Linked DNA regions of Mus musculus: all the other regions are linked to region 4. Evidence: chromatin contacts called from public Hi-C and capture Hi-C data. All regions are on one chromosome and are shown on one strand. The core of a region is the stretch at or near the end of the contact, and the rest is flanking DNA. Distances in the headings are between cores, read along the strand shown.

Region 1 (7,789 bases), core at 5,274-7,773, 1.6 Mb before region 4:
GTGCACTCTATTAAGCATTACCTTATAGTAAATGCCTTTTAAGATTGTATTCTAACATAGCTAAAGCCTTTTTCCAGTGTTCTTAGATTCCAGATAGCAGCAAGGAGCTTAACCTATTCAGTAACTTATTAAGCTCTATCATAAAACAATAAAGCACCTGCCATTTACTCAGCTGTCTGTAGATAGAGACTAAAAGTCTCACTGAGATAGAAATCTTTTACTACAGGCTACATTCCATGTCAAGTATAAGTTGATATACTACCCTGATAAGCGGGAACTCTCCAGACAGGATAAGTTTTACTAGACCTAAGAATTTAGAGCTCCTGATGACACACTACTCTTAAGGCCTATCAAGAGTTAACAACCCCCTGATGCTTTTAGGCTGATCCTAGGCAGGGCTTGTTATCCCTAATGTAAACATTTAATTAGTCCCTGCAAATTCCTTTCTGCTGTAACTGGTGAATTTCAGTGTATCTTGTCTTTTTGTGATTTGTATCCTCTGATAATTCGTTGTAATATAAGTCTGAAGCTCAACCAGAACATTACATTCAGATCCAACACCATTCTCGCGTGTTTGGCTGTCTGTCACATCCGACTCTTTTGCCCATCTGCCTAAGAAATCCTGTTCCTCGCAGACCAGGGACCCAGAGGGTCTGCGGCAGATGCACACACAGAGATGCACACAGACACAGACAGACAGACACATACATACACACAGACACAGACAGACACACATTTCTGGTACAGGAGATGCAGACAGTTGTGAGCTGCCATATGGGTGCTAGAAATTGAACCGAGGTCCTCTGTAGGAGTAGCTAGTGCTCTTAACCACTGAGCCATCTCTCCAGCTCCCTTATTTATTTTTTTAATGTTTGAGTTTTTATCTATATGTATGTATGTATATGTACCACACATGTGCCTGGTGCATGAGGAAGCCAGAACTGGGGATCAGAAGTTATAGATGCTGTGAGCCATTAAGTGGGCCCTTGGAACAGAACCTGTGTCCTCTGTCAGAGTAGCAAGTAGTCATAACCACTGAGCATCTATCTCCAACTCTCTATTCCCAGGTTTTTGTTTGTTTGTTTGTTCTTTCAAGATACGGTCTCATATGTAGCCCTGGCTGTTCTACAACTCACTATGTAGTCTAGATTGGCCTTGAACTCCCAGAGATCTGCCAGCCTCTGTTTCCTCAGTGCTGGGATGAAAGGCATGGGCCACTACCTTGTGCTTCAGAAACTTGATCTTAATTTGGATTAACACTGAGGGGAGGCAACATATTACACAGGTTAAACATCTAGACTCCTTTGGCTCTGCATTTACTATAACCAACCACTTTTGACAAATTAAGTTTATCTTTACTCCTGTTTCCTATCTAGAAAGTAGGAATGATAATATCTCCTGGGGTTTTGAGAAATAAAATAGTCTCATGTTTATAAAAGCACATAGAATAATGACTTTTTTCCCTTTTCTGTCCTTGCTTCCTTCCTCTGTGGTCCTGAAGGTACTCAGGGTCTTGTGAATGTTAGGCAAGTTAGTACTCCTTAGCCCTCTCTTTTGGACCCCTTTGTGCACTTTCCCATCTCTCTTACATGCCTGCAGTTGTCTGTTCAAAGGAGTATGACTCCCTTCTGCTTGCACTTGGTCATAGTCGTAGTCCTACCACTAAACACTAAGCTGAACTAGGGAGCCCATTTGGTAACAAACCAAGTAGGGGATAGATGTATCGATCACTTGTAAGTCTCTATGGGAGCAGGACTTTGTTTGGGCCTTCTTCACTATCACACAGGTGAAGTCTTAAACGTGTTAGATGCAGGAAAAAGGGACCCAGGAGGGGTCAGCTTTCAGTGTGGACCTTCCAAAAGCATCTTCCCTCCCTCACAGCTGCTGCCGTCTATCTAGGCCTCAAGCAAGTTTAGGATTCTGTGTTAGTGAATGGCGCATAGCACCACCTCTGAGGGAGTCTAACATGGTGGCAGGCAGATGACTGAGGACTTAGATTTCTCTGCCTCTCTTTCAACTTGGTACTGAGAAAGAGCAAATAATAACAGGAAGCAGTTATGGTCCATTACAGGGTTACTATTAGGGTCAATGCCCATTTAACATCAGTTCATACCATCTACAGCTACCTAATGTTGAAGGGAACACTGACTGTATTCTATTATTTAAAACCAGGGCAAGGTTGGGTATGGTGCCCATGTCTGCAATCCCAGTACTTGGAAGAAGTACAGGAATTGCCATAAGTTTGAGACTAAACCCCAGTCTCAAAAAACCAAAACAAAACCAAAAAGGCCAGCCATGGTACACACCTTTAGTCCCAGCACTTGGGAGGCATACATGTGAGTTCCAGGCCAGCCAGGGCTATCTAGTGAATCCCCATCTCTACAAAACCCAAAACTCAAATCACCCAACAAAAACCAGTAAGTGTTTAAAGTATAATGCCATATTTTATATGAAACTCTTCTAACACTAGTAACAACAACAACAAAACCCCTAGAAATAGAGTTAGCTAAGATATTAAAAGATTTATAGAGGGGGCTGGAGAGATGGATCAGTGGGTAAGAGCGAGTTAGAGAGAAAGTTATACTGGATGAGAGAGAAAGCTCTGAATCCTATTCCTTGTTAAAAGAGCTTTTGAGGAGCTGGGAGGATGGCCCAATGGGAAAGTGCTTGCCCTCTGTATCTGTGACCCTAGCACATGAGGAGAGAGGGTGAGAGGAAACAGGACCACTAAAATTCTCTGGCCAGCCAGTCTAGCCAACTGGTGAGTCCTAGGTTCAGTGAGACTCTCTCTCAAAGACATTAGGTGGAGAGTGAGAGGCACAGATGTTGCTGTGAGGCTTCCACCATACACCTGCACATATCACACCCTTACCACTGAGCTACACTCTTGCTTTTTTTTTTTGATTTAAGTTTTATTGCATTATGATGAGAAAAGATACATAATTTCAATTTATCTGAATTTGTTAACATTTAAAAACATATTTTGAAGCCGGGCGTGGTGACGCACACCTTTAATCCCAGCACTGGGGAGGCAGAGGCAGGAGGATTTCTGAGTTCGAGGCCAGCCTGGTCTACAAAGTGAGTTCCAGGAAAGCCAGGACTACACAGAGAAACCCTGTCTCAAAAAAAAAAAAAAACAAACATATTTTGAGTAAATAAGACTTACATCACATTCTTCTTTCCCTTTGTACCCCAACTCCTCCCAAAGAGCCTCCCTTCTAAACCTGCAATACTTTTCGATTTTTATCATATTCTTTAAAATTCATAAAATATTGTAACAATAAAAATGATTATTATAAAAGTTGTTTGATTATAAGACAACAATGGAACAGTCTTATGTAGATGTTTGTCTACAGCAATACTGAAAATACATACATTTCTCAATATAAATTTTAAATAACTCCAAATATATTAACTGTATGTTATTTTAAAATAATATATCACTATTAGGTTTTGTTTCTGTTTTTTTGTTTGTTTGCTTTTTTCGAGACAGGGTTTCTCTGTATAGCCTTGGCTGTCCTGGAACTCACTCTGTAGAACAGGCTGGCCTCGAACTCAGAAATCTGCCTGCCTCTGCCTCCCGAGTGCTGGGATTAAAAGCGTTCGCCGCTGCCGCCACCACCCGGCACTATTAGTTTTTCTTAATGAACGTAAATAGATAAAGTTTTGGATACAGATTTACACTCTTGCTTTATAATTTTGATTTGACATTTAAAAAATCACTTTGGAGAGACAAAGCTCAGCTTATAAATAACCTTTCTAATCAGTGTAACTAACATGTTTTGTCTTTAATTTAACCCTTAATGTTAAATCCCTAAGATGAAGCACAACTTTTTAAGGTGTGTGTATGTGTTGTGGTGTGTGTGTTGTGGTGTGTGTGTGTGTGTGTGTGTAAGTCAGAGACTGAAGCTGGTTGTCTTTCTCAATTGCCCTCCACCTCATTACTATTTTTATTTGTCTCTCTGTGTGTGGTCACAGGTGTTCCACTGTGCATGTATGGAGGTCAGAGGACAACTCTGGGGATTCAGTTCTCTTTTTCCATTGTGTGAATGCTGGGGATAGAATTCAGGCTGTCCTTTGGCTTTGCAGAGCAAATGCTTTTATCAAATGTACCATCTTGCTGACTCAACGGAATCATTTTTTGAACTTGAATTATCAAAAAAGCTGAACATTCTATGACATAGTTTCTTAGTGGATTATGAGGCTTTGTCTAATTAACGGGAACTAGAGGAATAAATTTAGCAACTAAAACCACTTGTATTAAGCCCTGGTGCAGTGGTTCTCAGCCTTCCTAAAGTTGTGGCCCTTTAATACAGTTCCTCATGTTGTGGTGAGCCTCAACCATAAAATTATTTTCATTGCTATTTCAAAGCTGTAATTTTGCTACCATTATGCATCACAATATAAATATCTGATATGTTACCCCTGTGGGGGTCTCAACCCACAGGGTGAGAAACACTGCCCTACAGAGAACTAACAATAACTCAGTAATATTCTTTCCCAATACAAAATGTACCATGTCCCCATTTACCTAAAAAGGCATGCATTTTAAGGTATGCATAGTTTATTTAAAACAGCAAATCCAACACATTTAGATCAGAATTAATATATTCTTCAAATACTAACACTATCATTAAATAAAGTTCTTTTTAAAGAGGACAATGATCTGTATTTCAGTTGAACACGTTTTTATTAACTTATAACAAAACCCAGTACTCAAGCATTACCCAGTACAAATGCCTAGTATAATCCTAGCACTTGGGAGGTGAAGGCAGGAAGATCAGGGGTTCAATGTCACCTTCGGCTATATAGTGAGTTCTAATCTAACCTAGGCTACCTAAGAGCCTTTCTCAAAAAACCAAACCAACCACTCAACCATAGACCCCCCCCCCCAAAAAAAAAAAAAAACAAAAAACTCAAGGACTCAGGGTGTCACCAATAAACTAAGCTGGAAATAAACCTGCATCAAAACTACTCTACCCTGGAGGATATCCAGAGTCTTTTCTGAATTCTATTAGCTCTCTTATTCCACATTTACACTAATATATCACTAATATATGCTTGGTTTCAAAGCTACAAATGTTGAGCGGGATGGCGGTGCCCCCACTACTGCAAATAAAGTGTAAAAATACATGTATATAGCTGGGTTGTATGTGTCATACAGCCAGGTTGTGGTAGTACATGCCTTTAACACCAGTACTAGGGAGGTGGAGGCAGGCAGATCTCTGAGTTCCAGGCCAGCCTGGCCTACAAAGTGAGTTCAAGGACAGCCAGGGCTACACAGAGAAACCCTGTATCAAAAAACTAAAACAACAACAATAAGAAAACACGAATGTTTAGTCTTAAGGGAAAACATATTCTTTACAATGTTACATACAGTTCAACTTGTAATTTAGGAGTAAGACTATATAGTCTTTTATAGCTGTTAAGAACATGCATGTCTGGTGTCTTACAACCATTGGTAACTCCAGCTTCTTGGATTTGACACTCTCTTGCGGGATCCTCGCGCACCTGCACACACGTGCACAAATACACTGACACTCATACACATAAACAAGAATAAATCTTTAAAAAAGGACTATAGTTTTAATGTAGGCACACAGCTCTAAATAGGAGAAAGTCTCATTAGCATTTATCGCTCAGCAACAACGAACTTTTTTTTATTAGGCTGCAGACATTTTAAGAGTGCGATTTTTGGTGGAGGGTGGAGCAAACTCATCCGCAAAGCTACAGAGTGGACGGGAAGTAGTGGTTTTTAGGTATGTGCAAACTTGTGACGTGCAGTAGTAGATGCTTAATAAAGTGTGGGCCGAGTCCTGGGTGACATGTTCCCAGACTTTAGAGGGCAGCGACAGGAGCATGCTACCAGAACATTGTTAAAAGAGCGTATTCAAGCGAGAGTGGGTTGGCTCGAGGTGCTAGGCGCCCACGCGAGGCCCGACCCACGGCCTGCAGCATCGCACACTTACCAGGCCAGGCCCAGGGTCATCGCCAGAGACAGCAGGCTGAGCCCAGTGCGGGGGTCCGCCCAGCCCGCGTCCCCCCGCGCCTCGGGGTTTTTCCTGCCATCACTCCGCTTCTCGGGCTCAGGAGCAGCCACTTTGGGCCCCGGCTTCTTTCGGCTCTTCACTTCGGACATGTCTGGATCCCTGAAGATCTTGAAGCCAGGATGGCTTTGGAGGGGGGCCGTGGGACGTGGCTGCAGAGCAGCTTCGGAAGGCCACGCCCACCAAGGCTGTGCCCCGCCCTCAAGCGGCTGGCCCCGCCTCTGGATTCCGCTACCCGACTGAGTCTGCGGGAGACCCAAGCTCGCGGGTGCGCGCAGGTTGCGGAGAGGCGCGTAGAGGGGGCGGGGCCGAGAGTGCCACGTCTAGCTGGGCGCGAGCCCGCGGCTTAGCCCCACCCCACCGCGCATGCGAGAACGCTCAACCAGGGCTTGCGGTCACGCGCCGGGCGGGGCGCGCGCGCGCGGCCGCGGCGGCGGGCCCTGGGCGAGTGAATTTGCGTGCCCGGGCGCGCGCTGTGTGGACTGGGCGGGCCCAGCGGTGTTTGAGTGCTCCGCGGTCCTGAGGCAGAGACCAGGAGGCAGCTAGAGGAGCAGACGTCTCACTCCGCTCGCGGAAGGGTGTGAGAGGGGTGTGTGGGGGTCGGCAGCGAGGGGTGTGTGCCATCAGCCACCGGCGACGATCTGAGACAGTCGCAGCGGCTTTCCGAGCGGCGTCCGCTTCCCGCCCGGGCAGCTCCCGCCAGAGGGGTGAAGCGGCGACTGGAGTGGCCGTGCTTTTGTGCCCTGGGTCCCGGTACCCTCCCCTGGTGCGGCCCGAGGCAAGCCCACCGAGGTGACCACCCCTCGACGCCGCTTGGAGATCCCGGGCATCCACCCTGCGCCCCGAGCAGCTGATACCCAGGGAGGTGTCAGGACCTGCCCGGGGCGCGGGGTCGCCGGAAGCCAGGCGGGAGCCCCGGCTGCTTTCTGGCAATCTAGTCTCATAAGTGACCCTCCCTGGGCTGCTTTCTTTCGATTATCATCAGTGACCCTCCCCCGGCTGCTCTTCCCAGCACAACTCCGGTGCAAAGGCTTGGGTAAGTTTACTGCCTCGGTCTCACCTCCCCAAGCTCCTCTGGGCAGGCTCTTTGCAAGTTCTGTTGTAGCTCCCAGGGACTGAAAGATCAGGGGACGCGGGATGTTTGGTAATCATCCTCCTGCTCTTGTACCAGGAAGAGAAATTATCTAAGGAGGAAGTAGACCACTATTACTGTTTTCCTGGATAGACTTAGCCTTTATATTGTGGTCTGTATCTCGGACCAGTTTTGGCTTTCTGTTTTGTTGTGGCCACAAAGAGGTTGTGGCCCTGGGAATTTGCCCATAGTATTCCAGTTTGTGTAAAGTTTGAAAAAAGTTGTTTAAAATTTATATAATTTATGGCTGGGCATGGTGGTGCACGCCTTTAATCCTAGCACTCGGGAGGCAGAGGCAGGTGGATTTCTGAGTTCGAGGCCAGTCTGGTCTACAAAGTGAGTTCCAGGACAGCCAGGGCTATACAGAGAAACCCTGTCTCGAAAAACCAAAAAAAAAAAAAAAAAAAAAAAAAAAAAAAAACCAAAACAAAAAAAATATTATATATATATATATAATTTATGTATATGAGTTCAGTAAGGCTAGAGAAAATTGGAACTTAGTTGTCAAAGTGTTTTTTGTTTTTGTTTTTTTTTTTTTTTTTGGAGACAGGGTTTCTCTGTGTAGCCCTGGCTGTTCTGGAACTCACTCTGTAGACCAGGCTGGCCTTGA
Region 2 (7,822 bases), core at 3,053-5,552, 1.0 Mb after region 4:
CTGAGGGAAAGAGAAGATGATTCTAGGAGCTGTTATCGCCATGCGGAGGCCATGTTTAGACAAATTACCAATTACTCTAACATTCAGGGCTCCCAACATGAGTTGTGTGGTGCATGGTCACTTTATAAATAAAATCCATGAATGATAAACACACACCCTCCTTTTTCTTTTTTTCTTTTTTTTGTTCCTTTGCACACTACACTTATTCAGAATTTACTAAAAATCTAAACTGAAACTAGAGCTTGCCAATAGCTAAAAGAGTCTGGATCTATAGAAATCTGGGTCTGGAGCATTGTTCCTGGGCTGGTCCCACAGGGGAAAAAAAATCCAGTTCAATGCAGACAGGAGGTCAACCCATACCACCTGATTTAAACCTCCAGCTCCTGCCCCACTCTCCCGGCTATCCCCAACACAGCCGTGCATGTGCGTGCATACCTTGTTTGTTTTGTTTTGTTTCTTAAGACAGATTTCTGTATGGCCCTGGCTATCCTGGAACTCACTCTTTTAGACCAAGCTGGCCTTGAACTCACAGATCTGCCAACCTGGGATTAAAGGTGCCAGCACTACCAGTCTCACTTCCCCACTTCTTTAAGCACATTTTAAGCTAATTTTTCATGTTGGGCATTTTGCTGGCACTCTAGCTGCAAGTTTGTTGCAAACTGATTTTGTTATAGTGGAAAATACAAAGGGTCAAGGAGAAAAAAAATGGAATTCTGGTTATCTGAGACTAATTCTGGTTATCTGAGACCGTGGGAAAGCAATCTCTAAATGTAGTCCTCTTACCGCCTAACTGCTGACTTGGAAGTCAAAAATGCCTGCTTGTTAATACGCAAATACAGAAATATGCACATGGATTTCCTCATCTGCTACTGATTTTCTAGCTAGGCGCCCACCTATCTCTTCTTACCTTTTGACCTTTGGAGTGGCTGTAAAAATCGTCCGGCCAGACGTCCTTACCGAACATGACATCGTCATTTAGATAAATAAACTTCTGGGACAGCCCTTCGATGCGGTGAATGTGACTTTCAATAGCAGGGGAACTGAAAGTAGGCAAGTGGCTCAGATTTTGGAAAATGTCCTTTTAACAGAAAACACACACAGAGGGCAAAGGTGAGCTGCTTTGATTTGGTTGGGCATTCAGAAAGAGGGAAAAGAGGACACTGTTAATTCAGAAAGGAGGTAGAAAGGGGGAGGGCCACGACATCGTGAGATCACTGTACCACACTGAAAGCACAGACAGGAAACCGCAGCCTCGCCGTACGTGCAAAGTCACCCACCTGGTGGGTCACTATGGTCACTCGAGGGTTGTCAAGGTTCAGCCAGGATGGAATCTGCCCGTTGGTGACAATGAAAATATTCCGTACCCATGGCGCGTGTCTCTCGATAGATCGCAGCGAGTACCTCAGCTCTTCATTATCCTCAAAGCGGCTGGCAGACACGTCCTCATCCTGCTTGGACTGGGACATGGGAGAGGCAGTGGACACAGAAAGACTGAAGCAGCTACTCTAAAGGCCAGCTCGTCTTCATCCTTTGCCTGCTCTGCTCTCAGGGGGCTAAGTTTTAGGTCGAGCTGACACAAGCTGGAGCCATCTTAGAGGAGGGGACCTCAACTGGGGAAATGCTTTCATAAGATCGGGCTGTGGGCAAAACTGTTGAAATTAATCAATCAATCAATTACTTAATTAATTAATTAACTTCTTCCTTTTTAAATTTTTTTCTGTGTAGCCCTGGAAAGCTATCCTAGAATTTGTTCTGTAGACCAGGCTGGTCTCGAACTCCAATATTTGCTTGCCTCTGCCTCTAGAATGCTGGGATTAAAGGCATGTGCTATCTAGCCTGTCCAAAGCTTTACTTTATTTTTGTTTACATTTGTGAGTGACTGTGAGTGTATGTGTATGCGGGTGCCCTCGAAGGCCAGAGAGCTGTCAGATCCCTCGAAACCAGAGTCATAGGAGGTTAGAAACCATCCGATGTGGGTGCTGAAGGCAAAACTTGGGACCTCTGGAAGAGCAGCAAATGCTCTTTACAGCTGAGCCATCCCTTCAGCCTTGTTCCTCCCAATGAGCAGGGATAGAGAATGGAGGTTTGGAAAAGTTCTAGTCAGGTCACCTCTCAGTTAAGCCCTCCTCTTCCTTGCAATAAATGGACTTGTAAAATCTTAGCAGTCTAATTCTTCAGCCGACCGCTCCCCGAGCTGCGCGATTCTGGCAATGGCAGACACTCTGAGTCCTTGACCTGGGCTGAAGCAGCCTGTGCGCCTCACCTGGCTGATGGCACTCAGGTCCCACAGCAGATACGCAGGGCTGATGGTCAGTTCCTTCCCATCGATGGTCATGTTCTTCTTGGTCTGCTTGTTCAGCTCTTGGAAACCCTTGGGATTATTCAATTTCAGAAGAGCGACACTGGCCTCCGAGTACAGCCGCAACTGAGAGGTGACACAGAGACACATGGCTTCAATGAATAAACGCAGATTTACACTTATTTATTTATTCATTCATTGATTTATTTACTTATTTATTTCTGAAACAGGATTAGGCTGACCTTAAATTCCTGGCAATCCTTCTGCCTCAGCCTCCCAATGCTGAGATCATACAGGTGTGAGTCATCACACCCAGTCTCTAAACTTTTAATCTTGACACATAAAGACAGTTTCACAGGCCCCAAGTGTTACCCAGTTGAATGCAACAGGAAGGGGTGGAGGCCAGTGTGAACAAGACAGCTCAGGCGTCACAGCCACACCGCAGTGCCCACAAGAGACGCTAGATCTCCTGAGAGAGTGATGCTTTTATGAAATCCGTCTAATTTTTCAGAGCTGGCTTAAACTAAGGAGAAACCACCCCACCGAAGACAGAAACTCCTCCTGCTGCACTGGCGCCTCTCTCTTCTTAATCTATTGGGCAGAAATTAACACATGATCCTAACTCACTTCTTAAGCAGTTCCTGGTGGCCCCCCGAGCCAGAAGAGCAGTAGGATTCCATGTGTGGCCTTCCCTCCTTTCGTCATGCATGGTGTCAACTGCTTTATGTGGTTTTGTTTTGTTTAGTTTGCTTTTTTGAGACAGGGTCTCGTCTCGCTCTGTAGCCCAGGCTGGTCTTGAACTGTGGAACTTAAGAGATCGGCCTGCCATCGCTGTTAACTCTTAACCCCCAACAGTGTGCACACGGTCTCCTGCCTGGGCTCCTGTACCTTGACTGTCCTGGCACACATCAGGACCTTGAGAAGTCAGCCACCACAGCTGTCGTCCCTGCCTCCGTACTGGGGAATGGGAGGCGGTGTGCTTAGGTGCATTCCCACCGCTCCTTGCAAGACTCTGTGCCCCTTCCTTCCAGTTCACGGGTCCCCCACCACACCTCTAAGATCCCCCTAGAGCGAGGAAAACCAATTTCTAGAGTAAATAAACAGTACTGTAATATTATAATTTAATGTCAAACTTAAATGGGAAAATACCTGCATCCTAATGTCACCTACCAAAATTGTTTTTACCTTGGAAGTAAATGTTAAGCCTCACAGAAATAGCACTAAGCTACACCTTATGCCCCCCTTTGCTTTTATTTTTGAGACAGGATCTCACTGGGGTGCCTGGAGAGGCCTTGAATTTGCAATCCTCCTACCCCCTGCCTTCTGAGGCAGATTACAAGTCTGTGTTACATTTTAACTTGGTAATTATAGCATTTTCGCTACAATTTTTATCATTGACTGGCCATGTAATGGGCACCAGACACTGCCTTGGGCAATCATTGTACCAGCGTTAAAGTATAAATTGAGATCTGTACTGCTCTGAGCCTTAATGGATCATCCATCCAGGCTCGTGCTGTCACAGCAGAGCTGGCCTGTGAGATGCAGGGATGGATGGATGGGTGATGGCCAAGCAGGTCAGAATATGATTGGTTAGTGCAAACAGCCCACCCCACTCCCCCTAGCTTTGTGTTCCCATTCTATGAAAAGGTTGTACAATCTCCCTTCATGGATCCTGAACTGGCTGCCTCCCTGAGCTCGCAGAAAATAACGTTTTCATTTTTAAGCTTCTGTCTCTGAAGTAAGTTTTCTTGGCTTCTACTACAAACCCAACATCCCCTTTATCCTGCAAGCCATCTTATCAGCCCACACTAGCAATTGCCTAGGACTGGCTTCTAACTACATCATCAAAAATCAGAAAGAGATCCTCTCATAGTAACCACACAATAGGTGAAAGATAAGAAGTAAGGAACTTTAAAAGAGTATTTCAAAACATGAGATTTTCTGCCTCTATAGGAGGCAGGGATAACAAGCATGAAGTAGTCTCTGCTGTCCACTAGGTGGCAGCCTAATCCTGCAACTTTCATTACTTGTACTAGATGTATCTTGCTGGAAAGGGATCTAAGAGGTACCTTGATCCTGGATATTTATTTTATTTTATTTTATTTTATTTTATTTTATTTTATTTTATTTTTGTAGCAAATGCCATGTTTCTGTGGTTTCTGATGAAAGATGGAATTCTTAGCTGACACTCCTGATTGTCTGGTCACCAGTTCTGCAGAACTGGAACTGCAGGCTTCTCCGTATGCTATCATCTGTTTTGGGCAGTGCTAGGGACTCAGCCTGGGACTCTGGTATGGCTATACTGGCATCCACCCTACTGAGGTATATTCCTAGCCTCAAACATGTCTGAAATACCCCTAAACATGCTTCTACCATTTGCACTATTTCTAGGAAGAGAGAGAGAGAGACAGAGAGAGAGACAGAGAGACAGAGAGAGAGAGAGAGACCGCAGCTGAAAACCACTGAAGGCTGGGCAATGTTGCACATGCCTTTAACTCCAGCACCAGGCAGGGGCAGACAGAGCTCTGTGTGTCTGAGGCCAGCTCAGTTTGATTCTCAGGATCCACACACATGGTGGACAGAACTGACTCCTGAAAGTTGTCACCTCCACACATGCTCATTGTAGCATTTACATGGACACACACACACACACACACTGTAAGTAACAAAAGTTTCCTTATAATTGATTATCTATATCCTATATCTTTACATCTAGAGTCACGTAAAAATTTCTCAGCCAAAGGGGTTGTGAGTGGGAAGGTTAAGGAGGTTCTGATACAGAGAACAGAAGCCCGGATACTGCTACACATCTTGTGAGCATAGGACACATAGTGAGGTAGGACTGCCAGTATAGAATCGAGCAAACCCAAAGAATGCCCGAAGATTTCCTGTAAGACATACATCCCAACAGCTCTTTAAAAGCTCCCAGAACTCAAAAGATAGAACCTGTTTTTAAATTTGGCTGATTTGGTTTTCATGTTATTAGGACATCTTCTTAGGAGGTCTACTTATGCCATAGGGTTGAGGACTAAAGACTCACATCTGAGAAAGAGAAGGCACAGGCGGTTTCTGTGACAACTCCCACCCCACCCCCACAAAAGCCTCCACCTCCCAAAAAGTAAGAGCCCAGACAGGAAGCCATTGAAGAGAGCCCTGGAACAACTGTGACAGGGGTGCTAAAGTGTAGCTCTACACGGTGATGGCTTCCGGCAGGTGTGAACGTCAGGAAAAACTGACCCCGCTCCAGGGAGTAAATGGGCAGCACAAATTGGACCTGGTTGCTTTTTTCTGGGGCGCGGAGCAGGAGTAGGGGAGGGAAAGAGGTCACAACAGTGGGGTGAGGCAGACCTGGGAGGACTGGGAAGTGAGTGTGATCTTGGGGGGCATTATGTGAAATTCCAAATAAACAATAAAAATATGTTGGAAAAAAAAAAAAAGAAGTCCTTAGGATTAAAAACCCTCCTGCTACTGCTAACAGAAAAACAAACTGGCAGTGTTTAGTGAGTTAATAAGTCAAGGGTGCAAGGTTTTAAGATGTCCTGAAGGCTGTCCCAAAGCTAAAGCTAGTTCCATATTGTTGCTTCATCTGCTGACTATTTGTTCGAGAATAAAACAGAAGAGAAGGACAAGCATTAAAAGCCAAGTGCACGAGATATTTTCATGGAAGTCGCTGAAGGTGTCTTAGAAATAATAGTACAGGGCTAAGCATCCTTCATCTAAAATGCTGTGGACTATATGGGTCCTAATGTTAAGAGTTGCTTGTTTGTTTTGTTCAGTTTGTTTTTTGAGTCAGAGTCTTATGGCCTGGAATTTGCTATGGAGGCCTCAAGATCCCCATGCCTCTGCCTCCTGAGTGCTGGGATTAAAGGCAGGCTCCACTATGACATTGTGTCTATTTTGTTTCAGGACTAAACACACCCTTCATCCCACCACTCAGGAGGTAGAAAGATCTTACAGTTGAGGCTTAGCCTGGTCTATAGAACAAGTCCTATGCTAGCTAGGGCTACATAGTGAGACCCTATCTCATAAAAAATAGGAGAGGAGAGGAGAGGAGAGGAGAGGAGAGGAGAGGAGAGGAGAGGAGAGGAGAGGAGAGGAGAGGAGGGGAGAGGAGAGGAATAAAATATTTACATATATGTATGATGAACTATTTGGGGGATGAAACTCAAGCCTAAATATGAAATACCGTATACATAGAGCTCAAAGATAATTTAACACGTTTTAAATAACTCTGTACATGAAACACAGTTTCATATGAGAATACACACCTCATTTGACACTTGTGGTGTCATGCTGGCACTTAGGGTGTATGGAGCAATAGACAGGATCTTCGGATTAGAGGTGTTAACTGGCAGCACAACTTTTGGTGACCTTAAACAGGTCCAGGACAGATTTTTTTTTTTCTTTCAAGACAGGGTTTCTCTGTGTAGCCCTGGCTGTCCTGGAACTCACTCTGTAGACCAGGCTGGCCTCGAACTCAGAAATCTATCTGCCTCTGCCTCCCAAGGGCTGGGATTAAAGGCGTGCACCAACACTGCCCGGCTCCGGAATAGAATTCTGAGGGTGGAATACAGGTGAGTCGTTAGGCAACAGTACCTGTCCTTCCTACCTGATCACTAGGCTACCTAGCCTCCAGTGAATTAGCATCGAGTCTGAAAACACCCCCACGTCACTGAACCACATAGACCTTCCCTATTCCCACATATGCGCCGGCTGTTTTTCTGTGTCACTGTGCCACAATCCCTGACGGAGACGTCTTCAGGGAGGAATGGTTTACTTTGGTTCACTATTTGGAGCTGTCAATCACGGTGCAGACAGACCGATGGCAGGAACAGGAGATTTACCTGTTCACACCTCAGCAGACTAGGAGGCAGAAACAGACCAGGAAACAGGCCTGGCCTATAAACTTAGGGTGGCCTATAAGTTCCCTGGTGATGCACTTCAGCCAGTTAGGACCCAAAGGGTTTGCAACCACTCAAAATAGTGCCACCATCTGGGACTCGGGTGTTCAAACACAGGCACCTCTGGGGTACATTTCTATCCAAATCATAAGAGGACAACTCTGTGGCCGTCTGTTCAGTTATTCACGCGCTCCCAAATACCTTGTGTGTAAGTCCTGTCCTTCCAAACAGGATATAAATACCCGAGGGCAGGGCGTGTATCCCCCACTTCTGCATACCTGCACAGCAACCACCATCACTCAATTACAATTAATGTGAGCATTTCCTTGTGAGCTCTGGGCTGATTTCCCGAACGCTCCTCACACGTAAGGAATAGAACACAATCAAAGCCAAAGAAAATGGAAAAGCCCCACCGTAAATGAAAAATGTCTAAAACCACAGAAGGATGTGAGGTGAAGTGAAAATAAAGATGATAGGTAATTTATCAAGAGAGCAAGCCTGTATTTGTCACATCTAAAAACTCTACTGCTAAATCCGTAGGGAATGGGATGATAAGAAGACCCACCTTCAGGATTCTCAGAACAGAAAACCTGACAGGGGGTTGTGTGATGTACAGGGCGAG
Region 3 (7,836 bases), core at 1,553-4,052, 1.7 Mb before region 4:
AAACCACCTCCGGGGCTGGAGAGATGGCTCAGTGGTTGAGAGCAGTGTGCATTTCTTTTCTAGGATCTAAATTTGCTTCCAGGCACACATATCAGGCTGTTCACAATTGTCTGTGAATCCAGTTTCAGGAGATTCTAGCACCCTTGTGCTCCCAAGGAGCCTGCACATACCCACACATCAAGAAAACAGACACACACACACACACACCAAAAACACACACACACACACACACACACACACACACACACACACACACACACACACCCCAAAAACAGGAGGTAAGGGCAGGCAGGTATCTGTGAGTTTGAGTCCAGCCTGGTCTATAAAACAAGTTCCAGGACAGCCAGGGCAATTACACAGAGAGACCCTGCTTCAAAAAACAAAATAAGAATGAGAATAAATGTGGTGGTGGTGCCCTTTAATCCCAGCTCCTAGGAAGCAGGGGCAGATCTCTTTGAGTTCAAGGCCAGCCTGGTCTACAAAGTGAGTTCCAGGACAGCCAGAGCTATACAGAGAAACCCTGTCTTGAAAAACAAAAAACAAACAAAAAACAAACAAACAAACAAACAAAAAAACTTGTTACTACATCATCATCATTATTTTTGTTTGTTTTGTTTTTGTTTTTGGAGATAGGGTTTCTCTGTATAGCCCTGGCTGTCCTGGAACTCACTTTGTAGACCAGGCTGGTAGAATATTATTTTTAGTTTACATTACGAGATTAACAATACTGTTGCTTAAACACATGTGAATATTGAAGGTTTTCTGGTTTGTTTTGTTTTGTGGAGACAGGGTTTCTCTGTGTAGCCCTGTGGCTATCCTAGAACTCATTATGTAGACCAGGCTATGGTCAAACTCAGAGATGGGCCTGTCTCTGCCTCACCCTCACGGGTGCTGGGCTCAAGACTTACAATGCTTTTTTGTTTTTGTTTTTGTTTTTGAAGACAGGGTTTCTCTGTGTAGCCCTGGCTGTCCTGGAACTCACTTTGTAGACCAGGCAGGCCTCGAACTCAGAAATCCACCTGCCTCTGCCTCCCGAGTGCTGGGATTAAAGGCTTGCGCCACCAAGCCCGGCTAATGTTGAGTTTTTAAAAGGGGGAATTAACACAATAAATTCCCTTTAGGAAAATAATCTATCATGAAAATAATGTTCTGCCAGGCAGTGGTGGCACACATTTTGGATCTCTGCACTCAGGAGGAGGTAGACAGAGCTGTGTTCGAGGCCAATCTGGTCTACATAGTGAACTCTAGGAGAGTCAGGACGACATAGAGAGACCCTGTCTTGAAAACACAAAAGAAAACCTATCTTCAGATTTATAGGTCCATTTTTACTGAGGGTTTTGCTTTTCAACGTCTTCCAATTTAACCATGTAGACATAGGTAAGCACAGTTTAAATATTTTTGTTCATATTTTTAATTTTGTTCATGCTTAAATTTAAGGCTTTTTTATAGAACATAATCTAGAGCTTAAGACACTGAGGGAATGATTAAGAGACTCTGAATCTGAGGTCAGCTGCTTCCTCTCACGAGCAGTGTCCTGAACCATTTCCTGTGTAGACATTCACATTGTTCAAAACCCTAGATACATTGAAACACTATACATGCTTTCATTCGCTTTTTATTTTTGTTTTTGTTTTTTTTTTTTTTTTGTTTTCGAGACAGGGTTTCTCTGTGTAGCCCTGGCTGTCCTGGAACTCACTCTGTAGACCAGGCTAGCCTCGAACTCAGAAATCCACCTGCCTCTGCCTCCCAAGTGGTGGGATTAAAGACGTGCGCCACCAACGCCCGGCTCATTAGCGTTTATTAACTACACATCTTATTGCGGACTTTTTACATAAATTTAACTCTGATCATGTTCGCCCATATATGTAATTTGTTAATAGGAAACATTTCTGGTCAGTATTGTGTTCCAGAAAACAGAACTGTGGCACATTTGAGACGCTAACTTGAATCAGCAGCATGAGTTTTACAGGGTTCCTGGCTCCCTCTAAAATTAAAAAATTAGTATGCACCACTACAGGCACATAAAGTTGAATACTAGAGACTTTCTAAATGTTGCGTTTCATCTTGTTCCATTACCAAACATTAGGTTTGATGAAGTTAGGGGAAATCCTTGGTGCTTGGGGTGGGGGTCTTAACCTAGACGGCTTAAAAATACAAAGAAGGCATTTGTTTTAAGCCCCAAGAACTATGGAAACCAAAGGGTTTGGTAAAAGAAGGCAAAGGGAGACTTAAAAATGCAATTTTGTAACAAACTAAAGCTGTATGGAAACCTTCAGCTGTGGAAGTCTGGCTTTCCCTAGATTCCAGACAAAAGAAGCGTTTGCGAACCGAGGGGATTTGACTTCCTGCGCATCCCGCACCACAGCCTGTCTGGTTTTCACGCTTCCCCTCCAGGGCCAGCACTCGGAGGGGGCAAGGCCAGTCGGCCGCCATTCTTCAGGGGGGCTCGGTGTCCCGGGAAGGAGCCAGGCCCGGGCAAAGGGTCCTCAAGAGAGCTGGCGCAGAACTCCGCCCGTCCGAAGGCGATCGAGGCCGGGACGAGGCTTCTCCGGTGCAGGGGGCCAGGAGAGAGGGAAACAGCGTGCAAACCCAGTACCGCCCATCCCTTATCAGCGTCCGAGGGGAAGGGCGGAGAGCCGAGGAAACAGCGGGCCCCGCGCCCGAGCTCCCGCCCGAGCGCCTTTTAAACTGCGTTTCTGCACCTCTCGCCCTGCGCCGCGGCGGCTGGAACCCGCGCGAGCCGCCCAGCCAATGGGTGGCGCGCTTCCTCCGGGCGCCCGCCAATGGCGGCGCGCGTTCTTGGGGCGTGCGCGAGCCAGGCTCCCCCCACCCCACCCCACGCACTAGCTTGTGTATGGGCTCGGCTCGCTGCGGGCTCCGGGTTCGGCTGCACTTGCTCCCCAGTCGTGCGCCAGGGGCTTTTTGTGGCGGGGGCCGGACCTGGGTTTTGTGTCCCGAGTTCTGTGCCGTGCCCGCGGCGCCGCTCCGGGGCAGGGATCTCCCGAGGCGGCGGGCGCAGCCCCCGGGACCAGCGAGCGAGCGCGCCGGCGTGAGCAGCGGCGGCGGCGACTGTGAGGGGCCGGGGAGGAGAGAAGGAGGGGGACGAGATGCCGGAGTTCCTAGAGGACCCTTCGGTCCTGACCAAAGACAAGTTGAAGAGCGAGTTGGTCGCCAACAACGTGACGCTCCCGGCCGGCGAGCAGCGCAAGGACGTGTACGTGCAGCTCTACCTGCAGCACCTCACGGCGCGCAACCGGCCGCCGCTCGCCGCGGGAGCCAACAGCAAAGGGCCGCCCGACTTCTCGAGCGACGAGGAGCGCGAGCCCACGCCGGTGCTCGGCTCCGGGGCCTCCGTGGGTCGCGGCCGCGGCGCCGTCGGCAGGGTAAGGCGAACCCCCCCGGGGCCGCGGAGACGGGCGTTTGGCGGCCGCGGCGCGTGCTCGGCGGCGGGGCTGGCCCCCTCGCGGGGTTCCCCGTGCCCGCGGCGGCGCCCCGATCGCGAGGCCGCCGGGGAAGGCGCGGAGAGGGGAGTCCTCGGTGCGAGCCGCCCCGGCTGTGCTGCTTGGCTGCTCGGGCCGGGTGCACGGTCCGGAGTGGGTGTAGACGCGGCCTTCCGAGCCGTTTTCTAAAGCCCGACAGGCTTGGCCCCCGGCGCGCGAGGTGAAGTTGTAGCGTTTTCCCGCTTTAGCGCCGAAGTGACTCGCAACAGTGTCAGAGCGCTCCCTGGAGGGCAGTTTGCGACATAGTCATTTCTGGCCTTTTTTTTTTTTTTTTTTAAATAAAGGCATTCCCGCCTTTTTATGTTGTTGACTTTTTTTTTTTTTTAAACAGATGGAGGGCTTTTTGAACCGTTTTGTTTCCTCGCGTGTCATATTCTTCCAGTCATCAGGCCCCGCCTTAAGTGGGTTTGCTGTACTGTAAACGGGACGTTTTAAGTACGTTGCATTTGGAAAAGTTTGTTCCCGTAGACATCCTGGAGAATCCCAGCTAGTGAGCGTTTTGTTTTATCGTTGTAAGATTTTTGCTGGAGGAAGTAAAGATCCGGAAGCAAAAAGAAAAGTTTATGACATACTGATGTATCAGTATTTGAATTTGAATGCCTCAGGCCAGTGAGATGTAAGATGCGTTCCTGCCGGTGTGTATCATTTTGCCTTTTTTTTTTTTTTTTTGGTTGCTGGCTTTTTGGGGGTACGTTTTAAATAGTATTTTGTAGGTTTATATTTAGTTAACAGAATTCAAGTCATTAAAAATTAGTTATGAGTGTTGATTTGGAGTGTTTTAAATCTTCGAGAAGCATGTGAATGTTTTGACTGGTATCGCGGTTTGCCTCTCGTTTTGGTGCTGGGAATTGAACTCAAAGCCTCTTTTTTGTATGTACTAGCCGGGAACTACACCTCAAGCTGTTTGCTTCTTCGAAAGTTTAGAGTGTCTTGCGATAATTTAAAAAAAAAAGTGGGTTGTTTCCTGACTGCTCGAACAAGAGTGAAAGTTACATCAAACGCATGTGTGGATTTAGTTGAGAAAACTTTTACCCTTAACTTTCAATGCCTAAGTGTTTTAAGATTGACACAAATCTCGGGGCGGTGGTGGCGCACACCTTTAATCCCAACACTTGGGAGGCAGAGGCAGGCAAATTTCCGAGTTCGAGGCCAGCCTGGTCTACAGAGTGAGTTCCAGGACAGCCAGGGCTACACAGAAAAACCCTGTCTCGAAAAAACAAACGATTGGCACAAATCAGTGTCTAGTAAGCATTAGCCCCGTGAATTACAGCGTCGGGCACCTGTAATCCCTGAGTCCATGGCCGTCCTCGGCTACTTGAGCTCTTGCCTAAAACCAAGTAAATATTGACCAGCCTACTGTCTTTGGTGTCTCCTATTTGTGGATTCTGTGGGGGCAAACATACCATGTTATTGTTTGTGTGTGTGTTTGAAGATTTTTTGTTGTTTGTTGATTGGTGTTTCTCCTGCATGTGTCTGGGGGGTGCCATATCCCCTGGAACTGGAGTTGAGCGTCCATGTGGGTGCTGGGAATTGAACCAAGGTCCTCTGGAAGGGCAGCCAGCTTAAGAACACTGGGGCCCCCATGTTACTGTATTTTCAATTCTACAAAATAATGGGTTTCCTCCTAACTTTTTACTTACCCGTGTGTCAAGTTCCCCCGTGGCTCCCAACCCCTTTCTCCCTTCACATTAGTCCCCTTGCACTCCCTTCAATTTTACATGTCATGTATTTTTTCCTAAATCTAGACCCAGCATATTAGAGTGTGTAGGTAGAATATTTATTTGTCTTTGGAAGGGGGATTGAGATAGGATGTCCTGTGACCCTGACTGTGCTTGAATGCACTGTAGCCCAGGATGACATTGTCTCTGATTCCCGGGTACTGGGATTGTGGGTATGTGCCACCATGCCTGGGTCTGTGTGGCAAATTTCACTTAACATAATCTCCTTTCATCCATTTTTGTACATGGCATGATTTTATTCTTTATAGCCAAGAAAAACGCCTTTATGTATATATTTACATTTTCTTCAGTGATTCGTGTAGTGGCAAAGTCCCATGCTTTTTGTGGGCTAAAGCCATTCAGGGGGCTAGGGAGATGACCTGTCATGAAAACACAAGGACCTGATCTCCAGCACCCACATAAAAAGCTGGGCACACCAGTGGCATGTCTTTTTTAAAGATGTGGAAGACACATACCTGTACCAGAATGTGAACACACACAGACAGACACACACACAACCACTTTAAGTAAAATGTAGTAGCTGATAGGGCTGGAGAATGGCTCAGTGGTTAAGAGCACTGACTGCTTTTCCAGAGGTCCTGTGTCCAAATCCCAGCACCCACATGGTGGCTCACAACCATCTGATGCCCTCTTCCCTTGTTTCTGAAGACAGCTATAGTGTACTATAAATAAATAAATCTTTAAAACAGCAACAACAAAAAATTGCCCAGCAGTGGTGGCTCACTTGGGAGGCAGAGCCAGGCAGATTTCTGAGTTCTAGGACAGCCAGGGCTACACACACAAAACAAAACAAAACAAAACAAAACAGGAGAAAAAAAATTGTCATATTTCCTCTTACCAGCTCAACTTACATGAAAGATCCTTCCTTTTTTGTGAGCACTTACTATGGGGCTAGGCCGTACAAGAGTAGAGGACAGTTTCGGATGCTCCAGAAGGAGCATTGATGCCCAGCACTTGGTGGAGACACAGTTCTTGCTATATCCCTTGGATGCTGGCTCCAACCCAGCTCTTTATGGTGGGGGCTCTTTCTCTCAGTGGGTCTCATATGATAGGTGTGTATTCTCCACCTGCACTATTTAAATCTTTTTAAATATAAATGTCTTGATTGGACTCAGTGGTATCAACTACTCGAGAAACCAATATTGGAAACAAGTACAAGAATAAAGTGAGTTCTGATTTAGGAATTAAATTACCACTTTAAAGTGCAGCATAGGGAAGGTATCTTGAATTTCAGAAGAAATGTAGAACATTTTTGATTGCTTGTATAAAAGTTATTCCCCTGTTTTTTTCCTGCCTTGGTCGCCTGTGAGCTAGATAGTAGGATGTTCCACCATGCCCAGCCTTCGTGAATATTTTTAAATTAAGGATAATTCCATAAAAGGATATGATTGTTTCATATGTATTACCATCATAGAATTCTACCTTGAATGCATATGATGGGTCCTGTGGTATGGGGGGGGGGAGATTTAGGCGTCTAGTTATCTGTCTTGGTAGCAGTATTTTTAGGTGTTAAAATCACCTAGATAGTACACACAAGAGCACACATTTGTGGGGTTGGCAATCTGCCTTTTTGTTAGAGCGTGCCAAGCATGAAAGTTTCGCTGTTAGGGATCCAGCGGAGCATAGTAACATTCCTGGTGAGCCTGTCAGGGGAGGAAGGAACTTCAGGCATGCATAGTTGTCTATTTGCTTACAGAAATTCTTGCTGTATCGCTCAGCCTGGCATTAAACTTAGGATCCTCTTCCCGGGCTCCGTGTGCTGGGAGCTGAGGTATGCCCCACTGCCTGTGCTGATGGTCTGTGGGTGGGTGGGTGGGTGGGTGCTTCTTCTTGTTTTGTTTTAAGACAGGGCTTCCTTCCCACAGCTCTGACTGGACCTGACTCCTGAATAGTGCAGAAGGATGAAATACAGTTAGATACATGACGTGCCCCATGCCGTATTTTATAGCTGGGTATGCTGGCTTGCGCTTAGTTCTACAACATGGGAGGTGGCAGCAGGAGGACTGCTGGGAGTTCAACAAGGTCACCCTGGATTACATACAGTCTTTAAGAGCTCTGGCTGCTCTTCAGAGAACCTAGGTGTGCTTCTCAGCACTGAACTGACATGGTTACTCACAGTCAGAACTCCTTGTTCCGGGGATCTGATACCCTCTTGTGGTCTCCACAGGTACTGACTGCGTGCACATAGTTAAAGCTACTTTAAGGGTGGTAAATTCCATACAGTTACTCTTTGGTTGAAACTGCTTTGTTAACAGAATACACCAAACTACCCACTACTTGTTCTTATTAAATTTAGTATTTATTAGGCGGTGTTACTTTCCTGAAACTTTTCCCCCTACAGATTAAATAAATATTAATATCAAATAGCCTGTTGGTGGACCCCAACTTTCTGGGCTCACTTTATGCAAGCAGATTACCTGCTTCAAAATGTATTTCTTGTTCACTTGAAGTTTTTTCATTATGGAAATGTAAATTCAAGAGGCTTATGTTTTGTTTTTTTTTTTCTTTCTTATTTTTAAGGGAAGACTGGAACCCAGCGCATGCTAGGCACACACTCCAGTGTGGAGTTATATTCACAGCCCATCGTGTCTGATAGG
Region 4 (6,903 bases), core at 2,740-5,239:
AGCATCATGGTGGGGAGCATGGGGGGTTCACAGGTAGGAAAAATGCTGGAGAAGTAGCAGACAGAGAGAGAGAGAGAGAGAGAGAGAGCGCTCGAGCTGGCCTCAAAGCCCACCCCAGTAATGCACACAACACACCTTCTTCAACAAGGACACACCTACTCTAGCAAGGCCACGTTTCCTAATCCTTCCAAATAGTTCACCATCAGGGGCTAAGTAAAATTTTCATACAAACCACCAAATTGTTGATGCTAGTTGAAATCTCAGATTACACTTTACATGAAGTTAGAGAATTTTATCCTAAGATTAAACATTTCCTTTTTGAGTTTCTCTGACATGAGTTTGAAGATTTTTAATTTTTTTTTCTATTTCACGAAAGTAAATGTGATGGAAACTGGGTGATCCTTGGATGACAAGCCAATTGGAGAAATCATGGTTCTATAAGCACTTGTTAACATCTGTGACATTTATAAATGAAGCAGGGGACTGGAGAGTACATCTTCATGCTGCTGTTCTTGCTGTGTGATTTCTTTAAATCTCTGTTCAGATATAGATGGTATTGTCTCCTGGAGTTCCAGCATTACTAGATGTTTGCCAGCTTTAAACAAACAGCCATTTTTTCACAGTTCTGAGGGCCAGAAATCTAAAATCAAGGTTCCAGCAGAGCCAAGCTCCCTGCAAAGATTCTATGAATACCTCCTCTTGAATCTCCTGGATTTATAGGAGCTCTTGGCATTCCTTGGTTTGGAAACGCATAATGCTAACCTCTGTTCCTTTCCTGTCCTACTGTGTGCGCACATGCCTCTGTGTGTGTGTGTGTGTTTCTGTCTAATAAACTCTAATCAGATTTGGGGAAAAAGCCTACTTCCAAATAAAGTCATATTTTGAGGGCCCAGTGGAGATGAGTTGGGGTGTACAATACTTAACTCAGTACATAGATATTAGCCACGGCTATTGTTATAAGATCATACTGTTATAAGATCATATAACATACTTATTAACATAAATAGGTAGCATTCTTACAGTAGCACAAAGGTCAGTATTGTTTTTAGTGTATTTGGATATCAGTTGACCACCTGCTGATGGTGTGATTTAATTGTGACCAGGTCAAGATGTCTATCACCCTGGCATTTCACTTATTACTCCACACAATGCACAATCCATGGCTGACAATAATGTCAGAGCAAAATTAAAACCGGTTCCAAAATGCTGAAATAAAAACCAAAGGTCCGAAAACCAATTCAAAGTGAAGTGAAAACCAACCACGGTGTATTTTAAGGAACCAAAGCATCTTTGTAGGTCTGTAGTGAGATCACACACCTGACTTCAAGGACAACTGGATTTTTGGAGGATCCTCTGTATTTGAAAAAGCTTTTTAGCCAGACAAATAACTTCCCGATGTAATGTAATTTAAACACTGAGGCTTCCAAACATGGTGCTCCCTGAAGTGGGACATACTTTCGAAATTGGGAAGTCAGAATGAATACAGTGTCATCTGATGGAAGGGAACTGGTGGCCCCTCTGTACCCCCCACATTACAACTATGCCAATTTCAATTAAAGAAACAACCTCTGAAACATGGCTATTAACCTAACCACCAATTAGAAAGCCTACACATGAAAGTAGATTATAGCTTATTCGATGGAACCCTCAATTACTAATTGCAGTGCTAAGATCAAGGTAGGTGAGCTGGCCAGTGTGCTTAGGGGATGGGGTAATAATTAAGAACAAATCTAAACGCGAAGTTGTGAATGAAACAAGCGAAGGCAAACTTTAAGGGAAGTGAGAGAGAAGCAGGTTAAATCGAAGGACCTAGAGGGGGTTCATCATCTAAATTGCACGGAGGGATACAGGCTGAGAGGACTACACAGATTTCCAGCTTCTGGAACATTCCCAACAGCACTGTTCTATGTCACCAAATAGACAGAGGAGTGAGAACAAAGCAGGCCTTAAAGTAGATGCTGCAAGGTTTCAGTAAGTGACTTAAAAATGTTAAGAGCTGTGTGTGGAGGGAGACTACATTTCCATGAGCACAGTTTCCGTTTTAAATAAATGGTGTTCAAATATTTAGGCACAAGGCATACACGTAAGAAAAAATCATAAGGACCATTGCTAAGCAGTGACTCATCAAATAAGAGTTATATAGCACAACTTATTACTAATCAAAATTTTTGTGGTGCTAGGGACTTAGACACAGTTGTTCTTAAAGTTTTACAGGGAAGTGCACATATTTTGATATCTAATTTAAAGCATCAAAATCTGGCTAAATGAGGAGGCATATAAATAGCCCCATGGTTTTAAATAAGAAATATTGGGAAACACAGGGCGATTTTAACAGACTCTGTGAATTTCTGCTGCTGTTGCAGTCGGCAAAGAGATCTCAGATGGACTGCAATTAGGAAACAAAAAACCAGGAACAACTACAGGCTGATATCATCAAGTCCATTGATCAATTTTTAATGATGGCCTTCTCCACTTGGAATCCCGGGAGAGCAGGATCCCTGGTGCTTAGGATAGGGCCTGCCGCAGAGCATCTCTAATCCTTATCTTCTGCTTAGATGGATTGAAGTAGCTCCAGCCAGCTCAGCTGTTATCGGGACATCTTTAGCTCTACGATTATCTTGAACTTCAAACTTAATACACCCAGCGAAAATGAACACTGGTCCTCTACCACAGCTTGTTTTTCCTGTATTCCTAAGACTAGTGCCACCACATAATAACCAAGGCCAGATAAATCACCCTCTTAGTTCTTCCAGATACTTCCTTCATACCCGCCTTCTGAGCTACTTTAGGGAGTTGTCATTTTAGGTTGCTTTTTGTTTGTTTGTTTGTTTTAATGACAAACTATTCTGTTCCTTTCTTCAAAAATCTTTGAAAGTGAACACACCCCCCCCTCCCTAAAATGAAAACCCCACAAATGAATTTCCTTGTTCTTTATATCCTTGTAATTATCTCACAGGCCTGCACCAGGACTGCATCTACATCCCTCAGTATCTATCAGGCCTACCTTCATACACACATACTTTCAGACTGCTCTGTCTCTCCAGGTCCAAACTTAGGTTATGCAAAACGATTCCTTCCAGAACGTTCCATGTGCCTCCCGGGTCCTGCATTTGCTGTTACTCCTGCCTAGGAATCAATCGTTCATAGCAATGACTTCCTCTGGCAGATTCCTGTTGTTCCTTCAATATCTAGTCATTTCCAAACCTCTGACCATCACCCTGTTTCACAGACTCCCCATTCCATGCCCCTCAGCCCTTTGAAAACTGAGATTGTTTTGTTCCCTATGAAAGCTGTATTGTTTTTGTGAGAGACCAGGTTTCAGTTCAATGCCCACAATTTAGAGATGGAGAAGCCTGCACATTCGAGGTGTCAAGACTTAAAAGGAACAGAAGCCGCAGGAATCTAAGAACTTGGGCCAGAACACAGAACCTCCAGGCTTTTAGCCAGTAAGATCAGCCCACATCAAAAAGCCACTTTTGAAGTTAACTCACATCTATCACTACAGTGTAACAATCACATGGCTACATTGTTACTTTGACATCCAACTCCCCTTTCCCCCACGTTTCCTGAAGGAAGAGCCAACATCCTCTTTTGGCTTCCAGGGGTGACTGCAGGGTTTTTCTCTCTCTTTCACAGTGAGGGGCCTGGGGTGGGCTCTGTCTGAAAGACTTCTGCTTTGGACGGGTCCCTGCTGGGTTGGTTTGTGTTTCTGGAAACCTCAGTGCCCCTCCGGATGGATGTAAGCAGATTTTAGGGTTGGAAGGAGCTCAAAGTCCTGGGAAGAGCAACATTCCAGGGCGCTCTGAAGCAGCCTTGAGAGGCGGGCTTCACACACTCTCCTGAACGACGGGACAAATAGGAGGGGTTGTCACTGCCACTGATAGAGACTGGACTGGAAAAGGTCGCTACGAATTCTTCGTGCGGTAGAAAGTCTCCGGAGGCGTGGCGCCCAGACCACGCCTCCGGTTCTGATTGGCTCCTTCGAAACAGGCGGCCGCGCTGGGCGACGAACTGCGGCGGCGGCGGCGGTTGGTTGCAGGCTTGCTGGCACGCACAGATTGAGCCCGAGTCGCCCGGAGAAGTGATCTCGCTCCCGGGCTGGTGAGTGACTTCCCTCTTGGATTTCTCTTTTCCTCCCTAACTTTCCGTTGCCTGTCCTGCGGCATCTTTGCTGCGCCTCAGCACGGACTCCCCACCCCCACCTCCCCAGTCTATAGCGTCCCGGTGGAGTTCAGGTGGGCTACAGAGCTGCAGGATTCCCTAGAACTCTGCGATTGGCTGACTGAGGGAGCCGCCTGCTATGATTGGCTCTTGGGGCTGTCACGGTGACGTTCAGCTCACCTTCCGACACCTGCCCGCTCTGGTGGGTAAGAGGGGCTATAAGTGTGAGCTCGGGAGCGGGAGGGGCGCGAGGTAGAGCCGCGACCTGTCCTGCTCTGAGACACAAACTAGTGCATGGTAGCCGGTCACCCTGCTGCCCAGCGCCCAGCCAGAAAGGTCACTTGATTCTTCTTCATCATCATCCTCAGAAAGGAAGGGATATAATCATTGGCCCAGGACAGACTCCTACTCATGATCACGCTGCTGTTTTGCCCCGTGATAGGCACTACAGACTCTTCCTTATTTCGCTTCTGCAGGGCTCAGATCTCCCAGACTTAACGGAATTAGGGAACATTAGTGGAGCCCTTGCACAACGCTCTCCCACCCACACCCCTGGGTTTGGAGAACTGAATTGGGGGAGGCTTGCAGAATGCCCTGGGAGGCGGAGGAACCATTTGAAGAGCTTGCATCCCCATGCATATCCCCCACCCCCACCCCACCCCAACCTCGTTCCATCCTGTCTCCTTTAAACCTAGGGGCCGAGTCGATCACATTAGAGTGCTCTGTAGTCTTTCTTTAAAACGAAGGAACGTGTTTTTCTGCGGGTCCAGTCTAGGTCAGAGTTTGGGTTTTGCTTAGCCCATGTGAGGTCGTTAATGACTACCCTTAGATAAGTAGTTCTGAATGGCTGTGGGCTCACTTCTCTTGAGCTTACACAGAATGATTGAAAATTGGGATTTCCCCACACCTTTAATTCCCTTCAGGAGGAAACTAGTAAGAATATTCTGGTGTAGATTCTGACGTGGTGCTGCATCTGACTCATCAGTTTTTAAAACTTACTATGGTCAGCTGACACTGCTTTCTAGCTGTCTGCTGCCATGACATTGGAGACGCTGGGCAGAGTTCCTTACCTCAGGCATGTTTTTCACCTTCCTGTTGAGAAAGTAAAGTGTACAACATGTTTTACTGTCTTTCAGTAGTTGTTCATGTTTGGATCAGGTACACCTTTTACACACCTAATAAGGATGTATTGAGAGAATGGGAAGCTAATCTGATTTGTCTCGAGTTTGCGTTGAATTAGAACCTCATCATCAGAGAGAACTGCCTCAGAAATAATTTTTGCAGTAACCTAATTACATTTCTTGGATAATAATAATAAGTCCTCTTTCTCCTCCTCCTCCTCTTCTTTTCCTTTTTTTTTTTTTTTTTTTTTGTTCCGAGACAGGGTTTCTCTGTGTAGCCCTGGCTATCCTGGAACTCACTCGGTAGACCAGGCTGGCCTCGAACTCAGAACTCCGCCTGCCAAGTGCTGGGATTAGTTATTCTTCTTCCTCTAAGAACCCAGTGAGTTTTCTCATTGAATTGCACTGTGATGCACCAGATGTTTTGGTTAACAGAACATTACTAAGTATTTTATCTATGAATCATAAACTGTCACAGAACCTGACTGTAATAAAGTATAGCACAGATATAAAAGGTAATGTGATCTTTTCGCTGATAGTATCTTGGGAGTTTGATGTCATCAGTCAGTCATGTGTTAGCAACTGCTGATGTATTATCTGATAGATGTCTGCTTACTGTCATGCAATATAAACTGGTTGTAAGAAGGTATTATATTAGCTATTGGTGGAGTTAGTGTGTGTGTGTGTCTTGTGTGTGTCTTGGGTTGGTACTCTTTTTTTTTTTTTTTTTAATTGTTTTTTGTTTTTCAAGACAGGGTTTCTCTGTGTAGCCCTGGCTGTCCTGGAACTCACTTTGTAGACCAGGGTGGCCTCGAACTCAGAACTCCGCCTGCCTCTGCCTCCCAGGTGCTGGGATTAAAGACATGCGCCACCACCACCTGGCTGGGTTGGCACTCTATGCATGCTAGGCAAGCACTCTACCTCAGCCTAGGATTGATTTATATTCCTGGCCAAAATTAAAGTTGGTTCATTAAAAAGTGTTTGGCTCTGTTAAAAATTCTTTTCTTCTTTCCTCTTTTCCTCTCTTCCTCTCTCGTCTTCTTCCCCCCTTCCCTTCCTTTCTTTTGACCTGTGTTGTGTGGTGGTTTGAATGAGAAAGGTCCCACCCTGAGGCTCTTATGTTTGAACACTTGGTCCCCAGTTGGTAGGGTTGTTTGGGAAGGATTAGGAGGTGTGGCCTTGCTGGAGATGTGTCACTGGGGGGACAGCCTTGAGGTTGCAGAAGCTCAAGCTATTCCCAGTTAGCTCTCTCTGCCTCATACTTGTGGATCAAATGTCAACCCTCAGAAAGCTCTAAGGATGTAAAGTTCTCAGCTCCTGCTCCAGGGCTGTGTTTGCCTGTCTGCTGCCATGAGTGGCTACAGACTCACACCCTGAAACTTTGAGCCCCAATAAACTCTTGCTTCTCTAAGCTGCCTTGGTCATCACAGCAACTAAAAAAGGTAACTGTTGCTTTGCAAACCACGATGGTCTCAAACTTGTGACAACTTGCCTTAGCCTTCTGAGTGCTGGGATTACAGGCGTGTACAACCACGTCTAGAGAAAGTATTACAGGCGTGTGCAACCATGTCTAGAGAAAGGGTTTCACTCTTTACCCACGCTCATATTTTAGTATACAGCG

Evidence for each region. A called contact is a pair of places that touch in the nucleus more often than the background predicts. Capture Hi-C pulls out chosen DNA fragments and counts their contacts.
Region 1: a Hi-C map of B cells shows a contact between it and region 4, with 9 read pairs. The contact joins the promoter of Apaf1 here to the promoter of Gas2l3 in region 4. A contact is called at or near these places in 1 of 484 Hi-C or Micro-C datasets (B cells) and 3 of 115 datasets of contacts at active chromatin or transcription factors (astrocytes, large pre-B cells and pro-B cells).
Region 2: a contact with region 4 is called in a Hi-C map of B cells, with 8 read pairs. The contact joins the enhancer-like site here to the promoter of Gas2l3 in region 4. A contact is called at or near these places in 1 of 39 promoter capture datasets (pre-B cells), 1 of 484 Hi-C or Micro-C datasets (B cells) and 2 of 115 datasets of contacts at active chromatin or transcription factors (bone marrow-derived dendritic cells and large pre-B cells).
Region 3: a contact with region 4 is called in a capture Hi-C map of macrophages, with 5 times the contacts expected there. The contact joins the promoter of Tmpo here to the promoter of Gas2l3 in region 4. A contact is called at or near these places in 3 of 39 promoter capture datasets (the C10 cell line, hippocampal neurons and pre-B cells), 1 of 484 Hi-C or Micro-C datasets (B cells), 4 of 115 datasets of contacts at active chromatin or transcription factors (the NIH/3T3 cell line, large pre-B cells, pancreatic cancer cells and 1 more) and 1 of 9 other capture datasets (macrophages).

What each region holds. Positions count from the first base shown.
Region 1 is chr10:91,081,477-91,089,265 of GRCm38.p6, reverse strand. It overlaps Apaf1 (apoptotic peptidase activating factor 1), which reads left to right and starts at 6,523. Exons shown (of 27, transcript NM_009684.2): 1 at 6,523-7,083. Ikbip (IKBKB interacting protein) reads right to left here and starts at 6,227. Exons shown (of 3, transcript NM_026166.2): 1 at 5,970-6,227. The coding sequence starts at 6,139.
Region 2 is chr10:88,423,096-88,430,917 of GRCm38.p6, reverse strand. Gnptab (N-acetylglucosamine-1-phosphate transferase, alpha and beta subunits) reads right to left here. Exons shown (of 21, transcript NM_001004164.3): 8 at 2,264-2,425; 9 at 1,278-1,457; 10 at 908-1,078. Among named protein-coding and RNA genes, the nearest start is that of Sycp3, 33 kb to the left of the region's middle. Within about 2 kb of position 4,302, at least 9 of the 459 cell types and tissues checked have an H3K27ac peak or open chromatin away from gene starts, as enhancers often do. A contact at or near this core is called in B cells, where this site is marked.
Region 3 is chr10:91,166,585-91,174,420 of GRCm38.p6, reverse strand. Tmpo (thymopoietin) reads left to right here and starts at 2,802. Exons shown (of 4, transcript NM_011605.3): 1 at 2,802-3,383. The coding sequence starts at 3,108.
Region 4 is chr10:89,441,053-89,447,955 of GRCm38.p6, reverse strand. It overlaps Gas2l3 (growth arrest-specific 2 like 3), which reads left to right and starts at 3,989. Exons shown (of 11, transcript NM_001033331.2): 1 at 3,989-4,101.